Linked DNA regions of Sus scrofa: region 2 is linked to region 1. A link is a contact called in public HiChIP or PLAC-seq data. All regions are on one chromosome and are shown on one strand. Each heading gives the region's core, a stretch centred on a gene start, on an enhancer-like site or on the middle of the called end of the contact. The rest is flanking DNA. Distances are from core to core; before and after follow the strand shown. Region 1 has its middle 120 kb from the start of JUN. Region 2 has its middle 13 kb from the start of JUN.

Region 1 (3,916 bases), core at 975-3,474:
CTTTGCAGTCACACTGGATCCTTAACCCACTGAGCAAAGCCAGGGATCAAACCCACATCCTCAGAGACTACGTAGGGTCCTTAACATGCTGAGTCACAATGGAAATTCCTTATGTCTGCCTTGAGTCTAAGTCTAAAGTCATGAAGCGAATGTAAAAATGACAGCTTTACCCTTTCCAGCTATTCAAGATGCTTTATAATGGACAGGCTTGAATGCTAATAGCTTCCTTGTCTCAGAGGGTATTGAACAGCAGGCTCTAGGAAGGATTCTTGTCGGCAGCAGGGAACTGGAGTCTGACAAACAAGGACTCTACTCCCTGTCCAACTACTTCCAACCTCTAAGCCTCTGTTTTCTTAGCTGTAAAATAGGGATCACAGTAATCCTTCTTTATGGGGTTCTTGAGAAAAATAAACAGGACCACAATGGGACATTGCCGAATGCCTGGCCTTAGTACATGCTCAGTAAAAGCTGGCTATAATCAAGGTTAGCGCCATCACCTACCAGCGGTTGAGGTTTGTGCTTCCAGTGGTGAGCTGGTCCTTTATTTCTGGGTATGACCTCTAACTTAGAACACACTCAAGTAAAAGTCCTACAGGCAAGGGACCGGTCATTAATACCATTGAATATTACCCTTCAAAGTCCATCTACCTATAGGAGCCAAACTTCTCTTTTGGCAGAAAAATAACTTCCGAGAGAGGAAGAGATAGGTCCAAGTCCACACATTAAATTAAGAGACAGGTTCAGAACCAGATCTTGGGTCCCTTGACACTGACCCATGCTCAGTGACAGTCTTTTTACGTTTCACTTTCTGTTAACAAGGAAAATTCAGGACTTTAGCAATTTGTCTTCATTCATTGGACACCTATCACTCAAGAGATTCACAGTAGGGTATCTAGATCTATATTGATCTAGATCTAAATGTCCATTCAATGCAACAGCAAGTCCACACAAGACGCATTTTTTTTTTTTTGGGCCATGCCCAGAGTATGGGAAACTTTCTGGGCTAGGGGTCAAACCCTTGCCACAGCAGTGACTTGAACCAGTGATAAGGCCAGATCCTTAACCACTAGGCCACCAGGGAACTCCCATGAGGCTGTTTTTAGTGTTAATTTCCATTTTACAGATAAGGGGCATGAGGCAGAGAGAACTTAAGTTTCTTACTCAAGCCCACAGCCAACAAGTAGTAAAGCCACGATTTGAGCCAGGGTTTGAGCCCAGGCAGTTGGGCTCCTAAGTCTGTACTTAACAACAACAGCGTACAGACCTTCCCAACATGCAAAAAAGTGTACAGTGTCTGCCTCTGAGAAGCACACTCCCTGGAGAAGAGAGACAGCCCACAAGGGTGTGTAGTCACATGCTACCCGCACCAGGAGAACAAAAGAGGGAGCGTTTGTTCTACTAGGGGAGGAGAGAGAGAATTAAGAAAGCAGCCTGAAGGAGGTGACTTTTATCATTTCCAGAGTTTTCCTTTGTTGAGGTGGGGAAGTTTGAGGTAGCTAAGGCTTAGGGAATATCATCACAGAGCTCCGGAGGCCAGGATACCAGGTATGAACAGTGTGTGACATGGCCTAGTTACTTAACTTCCAGGGGCCTCAGCTTCCTCACCTGTATAATGGGGATAATAACACCTGCCTTGTGAAGCTGTTTGAATACTAAATGAGATCATGTGCTCGCGACCCAGTGTTATTCCAATCTTTATTTACCTCTCATAAAACTATTTCCCTCAGTAAAAAATTTTAATTGAGCCCATTTTTTTTACACCCATGCTCCCAGTTGCATTAGTAATAATAATCCTAAGTGTCATTATTAGTCATTTGTAGTAACAATATAATTAATAATAATGTTAATTGGCATTGATTGAGGGCACTAAATACTTAATATGTATAATCTGTATCTATCTAATCGACTCCACAGAACCTATCTTAGAGATAGGTAGCATTATCCCCATTTTAGAGATGAGAATAATAAGGCTCAGAGAGATGAAGAAATTTACACGAAGGTCTCCTGGATAGGAAGTGGCAGAACTAGTATTCAGACCCGAGTCTGTCTGGCCCGAAAAATGTCCGACAGAGAATGCCCTGGGTTTGGAGTTCACGCCGGCCTTGGCCATGTCCCTCAGCCTCTTTCTCAGAAAGAAAACAAACATTCTAAGCGTTCTGCGTACACGTTGGAACAGGAACGCCCTGGAGAGGCAGGCTGAAGCAGGAAGATCTGTCCTTATTTGGAGGGTGGGGTTGGGGCCGTCCCTCAGCCTTGTCACCCAGCCTGGAGGTCCCGGCCAGAGCCGGACTGGAACTGGCACCGAGGTCGTCTTGGCGGGTCAGCGTGTGCCTTCTCCGGCTTCGGGTGGCTCTGGGCAGCCAGGGGCGACCGGCCCCCCGCAGGGACTGTCTGCCTGCCAGGGAGGCCGCTTGCTGGTGACCCAGCCCGTCCCCACGTGGGTGGCTCCCAGGCAGCAGCGAGTTAATCTGCTATCTGTTGGGAAGGCTTCCAGAACCCTCCTCCCAGCCCGTGTTTGCTCAGGGCTGGGCTCTTCAGAAACTGAAACCAGCGGGGCGCCAGGCCCCGCCAGCTCTCATGGGATCCTGCCTGGGTTTACCTTCTATGGGGAGGCCCGCGAGGGCTGGGCGGAGCGCGGTGTGCAGCCAGGCAGGGCCGGCGACGTGGCGACCGGGATCCCTCCCCTCCTCCCAGGAGTCACCCCGCCCCCACCCCGGGACCTGCTCCAGGCCCGGGGGGAAGCACGTGGGCTAACCAGCCACCAGGGGTGGCTGGAATCCTGGCCCAGCCCTGCACCCTCTGAGACATTGAATGCACCACTAAACCTCAGGAGTTTGGCTTTCTTTCACTATAAAATGGGGGTAAATAATACCTAGCCGCCAGAATCAGTAGCATCTGTACCTTAGTACCTCTGATCCAAAAGAAGGAGTTCCCCTCATGGCTCAGTGGATACGAATCTGACTAGCATCCATGAGAACACAGGTTTGATCCCTGGCCTTAGTGGGTTAAGGATTCTGGGTTGCAGTGAGCTGGGGTGTAGGTAGCAGCGCAGCTCGGATCTGGCGTTGCTGTGACAGTGGCATAGGCTGGCAGCTGTAGCTCAGATTCAACCCCTAGCTTGGGAACCTCCATATGCCATGGGTGCAGCCCTAGAAAGACAAAAAAAAAAACAAAAACAAACAAAAAAACCTCTACATATGGTCACTGTACTGGTGTGCTTATTATCAGTATGGCTGTTGGGTTGGGCAGCCTGCCTTGTGAGGTGGTAAGCTCCCATTACTCAAAGTGTCAAGCACAAGCTGAGTGAGATGGGGACAAAAAAGGAAAAATTAGGACAGAAAGGGACCCGTACTTGCCAGAGCCAGGTACTACTGACTTGGTCATCTCAGAATCACCTGGGAAGCTCACTCCATCTCAGATCCACTGAATCAAAACCCCTGGTGGCAAGTGTTTTAAAAGTACAGCTTTGCTTTCTTTTTAAAACCACTGATCTAGACCAATAATCCCAACATTGTTCCTCTTCAAAAGACCCTTATGTTCTTCCCTCCTACCCCATTGATTGCACAGTGGGAAAGATTTTATTGACCAAACTAGATTGGTTAACTCGCAATTAATTTATTTGCTTTCTACATAAATTATTAACCAAAGACCCAGAGTTCATCCAACAAATAGTCGTTCATTCAACAAATTTATTTGCTAAGCAACTGCTTGTGCCAGGCACTGTGCTGCGTACTGGGGGACAGTATGGGAGCTCTGTCCTCAGGGGCTCTCCAGTCTGGTGTGGGATGTAGACAGGGAATGAGAATTCAGATACTTGGCCCTGAAGCCAAGAGAATGTCACTGAACATGACACCCAGAAGCCTCACAGCGACCAGATAGAGTTCCAGTCAAAGGCAAAGAAAGTTGATGCACCATT
Region 2 (3,916 bases), core at 1,034-3,533, 140 kb after region 1:
TATACCAAGGAACCAAAAAGTGAGAAAGATCTCTGAAAATTCTTAGAACAAATGATAAGCTTAAGAATTGAATGATAAATCTGGCATTGCAAGTAGAAAATACCAAGAGAGGCTGACGTGTATCTACCGTGTGGCTTAAGACATTGCTAAGAGTAAATATAGTAACCAATTCTTGGCATAAATAGTCTTAAAATCTTTCCACCTGAGGATAGCAATGCGGAATTGAACAATTGTCACTTTGTCAGAAGGCAGTGTGACTCTAATCATTCACCCTGTGTTTATCAAATTTATTCACCTCCTCTGTCCAGGCACCTGCTAAGAACTGGAGGTGAGAAGTTGTGAAAACATGGATGCTACTATCAAAAGTCAGTGGCATTCAATACATAATTGCCATACAGAGGCAAACAGAGTGTATTTTGGGAGCTAGTAACCCACCTAAGTGAGCTCAGCAATAGCTTCACTGAGGAGCTGATTTGGAATTGCATCTTTTTTTTTTTTTTTTTTTTTGTCTTTTTAGGGCTGCATTCGCAGCATATGGAAGTTCCCAGGGTAGGGGTCAAATAGGAGCTGCAGCTGCCAGCCTATGCCAGAGCCACAACAATGTGGGATCCGAGCTGTGTCTGCAACCTACACCACAGCTCAAGATAATGCCAAATCCTTAACCCACTGAATCAGGCCAGGAATCAAACCCGCGTCCTTGTGTATACTAGTTGGGTTCGATACTGCTGAGCCACCAAGGGCACTCCTGGAATTGCTTCTTAAAAGAGATGGGTGGGACTTTGACAGAAACATGGGAGATGGTGTTCCGGGGAGAGGGGACATCAGAGACTAAGGTAAATAGGACTCAGAACCCATCCGTGCAGCATGGACAAAATGGACAGGGTTCCTGCCCATGGCCCCGTGCAGTGGGTGAAAGGATCTGGCATTGCCACAGCTGTGGCTGAGATTCAATCCCCAGCCCAGGAACTTCCATATACCACAGGTGTGGCCATAAAATGTGAAAGAAAGAAAGAAAAGGAGACACCAAACAAATGATTAAACAGATAATCACAATTGCTTTAACAAGCCCAGTCTTTTGTAAAGTGCTACAAAGACATATGAGCAGTATCAATGGGAAGCCACAACCAGAGCCCTCAGTGAAGGGGTGGACTAGGGCTGGCCTGAGGCTGCTCACTACAGGAGGCCTCCCCAAGGAAGTGATCTTGAAACTGAGACCCAAAAGAATGAGTCCAGCACATGGGGTTGGAAGGGAGAGAATTTGTGTCTTGGGTGAGAGCATGTGGTAGCAGTAACTAGAAGACCAGTATAGTTAGAATGTACCATTCCCTCCGAGAGTGGAGGTGAGAGAAGGAGGAAGCCATGGGGACGTGGATCCAGAAGCGACATGGTTAATGCACCATGTCCCCAATGTAGTCCCCAACCCCAAGTCTTCAACAGTCTGAGAGGCTAGAAGACAGTGAACAAAGAGGACCCAGGCTTTATCAGAAAGTCACACACTTCATTTTTAGGGCAGAAGCTCCACTTCCTGGCTATTAAAGACTGATCAGGACATTAGCTGTTTAGAAAGCTCTTGCGATGTGCCCACGCCTTCTCTTCTTACCTTCTTTCAACTTCACCATTTCCCTGTCAAGTAGCTATGGCAGGCTTGTTCCCAGGTAAGGAAACCCGAGACTCAGCTATTATGGAATATGACTAAGACCCCAGGGCTGAAAGAGGCAGGAGCAGAATTTGGCTGCAAATTGAACTGCCTCTAAAGAAAACCAAAAGCATTAGAAATATTGCAAAATTCCGACGGCTCAGCGGTCTCACCCTCCCCGCATGGTATTTTGACAGATAGTCGGTTTACAGTGAATGCATATTCCTTTTCCTTAATGTGGAAGGTGAATGGGGAACTCCAGGGACCTTTTTATTCTTTTTCCCATTCCTATCTGGGCTTTATGCCCCTGCTGTTTTGAATTCCATTTCAAATGAAAAAATAACTAAAAACCACACTCGGCCAAGCCATTTGGATTTAAAACAGACCGGCAGAAACCTGGAAGGAGTCAGGATTCTCCCTAATATATTAAATATAGCAGCCAGCGCCCGTCTGAGAGGGCTCTGCTCCATTTTGTAAAGAGAACAGGCTGTATTTTGAAAATGGATGAGTCGGGTGCGCTGTTGTGACTTGTTTCCAGGTCTGGAGGCCAGGCCTGGTTTTGATCTGACAGGCCTGGGTCTCCAAACATGGGTTGTTTCTTTGCAAAGGCTCAGAGAGGTGGCAGCCTTGCCAGGCACTGACCTGGAACAGCGTTGCCTTGAAGACTTCCTGGGTGGGTCTTAAGTGGGATTCGGTGCATATTGTGGAATCACAGTAAGGAGCTCAAAAACCAGTGTTTTTCATTATGCCAGCAAATCAGTCAGTTCCACTGTTTGCTCAGGTGTGCGGCCATGTGCCCTGTGCCCTGATCTCTATAGAATAAGAAAGTATTGTTTAAAGGAAGAAAGAATTGAAGAGGAAAGAATGTCATAGCAAAAGTGAGACTCTGGTCTCTTTAAAGCAATATAAAGTCTTTGCCATCGATTCTATTTACTCATCGGTCACCCTCCAGTCTTTATAAAAAAAAAGGAGTCTGCTAAGGGAGCAGCAGGATTCATTCAGTTAATTACTCAATACTTCAGGTCCTCTGCAGGGCTTCCTTCAAAGACTCTGTAGTCTCTGAACAGTGCCAGTAGATGGCGCCAGAGGGCACAGTGCTCCTTGCTTCTCAGGGTGTGAAGGATGAGAAAAACCAGCCAACAAATTCAGCAGGGACAAAAGTATGGGCGTCATTTGCCTTCAAGAGGACCAAGTATAAACACATTTTTTTTTTTCAGAATAGAGAAGCATATGCGCTGGAAATGTTCTTGCCCTACCAGCCAGAGTCCAGGAAGTGAGTGCCAGATACTGTTTACAAGACAGCTCTTATTTCAGAATGAAAAATAAGGCTCAGCAGGTAGGGGGCCTTGAAGATGAGCTGGGAATTTCCAAGGAGCCCAAGCTGCAATGAATGGAGCTGCAGAGGGCTTGACTCAAGATATTCCCTGGATTAGACAGTGGAGGTTGTGCAAATAAACCCATCTGTCTTACCAGAGGGATCGGATTGGCATGCTGGGGACAATGGTGATGTCCTAGAGATGGACAGGAATGAATTAAAATACCGCATGTGTGACCTTAGGCAAGTCTCGTTCCTTCACTGAACATCAGTCTACTCATCCTTGGAAGAGATGTAATAGTTGTAAAGTGTGGTAGGGAAGTGGGTGTAGAGGGTTGATTTACGGAAAACACTTAGCACAGCATTCAGTATTCAGCAATCTCTGAAAAATTCCACCAACGATAGCACTAAGACCCATTCACATGGGAATCAGGACCATTCCAGGTGGAAAAGACAGCCTTCTCATTTGTGTCCTTGCTGTGTCTAATACACTCCTGACTCTCTATGGTCTTATCACATTATTTTGCATCTTATTTATTTATATAGAGCATTAGGTTGGGCACTCTTTTAAGGTAAGGGCTGTGCTAAAAAATTCTCTTTGCATTCCCAGAATCTACCAGAGCCCCTGCAACATAACATCTGTTGAATACACGAGTTTTTCTTATGAGCAAGTCATTCCAACCCACCAAGCTGAGTGATTCAGATACCGTGTTACGGCCACATCTCACTTTTTTTTCCCCCCACTGTGCTCAAAAAAGAAAACAGAAAATACTACAAACCCAGTGATGAGAATTAATTTTGAATTTTTTATTTTAGCCAAAGACCAAATAGAAGCCAGATGCTAAGCAGCCATTTTCAATATTGGCCAGCCCAACCAGCCAAGACTCAAATTCCAAGACAGAATTACAATATGAGATGTAATTCTATGATTTAATGTCACAGCTTAAGGCTTGGGCATGCAGCAT

The links. HiChIP or PLAC-seq counts read pairs in DNA pulled down with a chosen protein or histone mark.
Region 2: a contact with region 1 is called in an H3K27ac HiChIP or PLAC-seq map of alveolar macrophages. The contact joins two enhancer-like sites.

What each region holds. Positions count from the first base shown.
Region 1 is chr6:153,560,202-153,564,117 of Sscrofa11.1, forward strand. No RefSeq gene overlaps it. Among named protein-coding and RNA genes, the nearest start is that of JUN, 120 kb to the right of the region's middle. Within about 2 kb of position 2,225, at least 76 of the 83 cell types and tissues checked have an H3K27ac peak or open chromatin away from gene starts, as enhancers often do. A contact at or near this core is called in alveolar macrophages, where this site is marked.
Region 2 is chr6:153,697,143-153,701,058 of Sscrofa11.1, forward strand. No RefSeq gene overlaps it. Among named protein-coding and RNA genes, the nearest start is that of JUN, 13 kb to the left of the region's middle. Within about 2 kb of position 2,284, at least 9 of the 83 cell types and tissues checked have an H3K27ac peak or open chromatin away from gene starts, as enhancers often do. A contact at or near this core is called in alveolar macrophages, where this site is marked.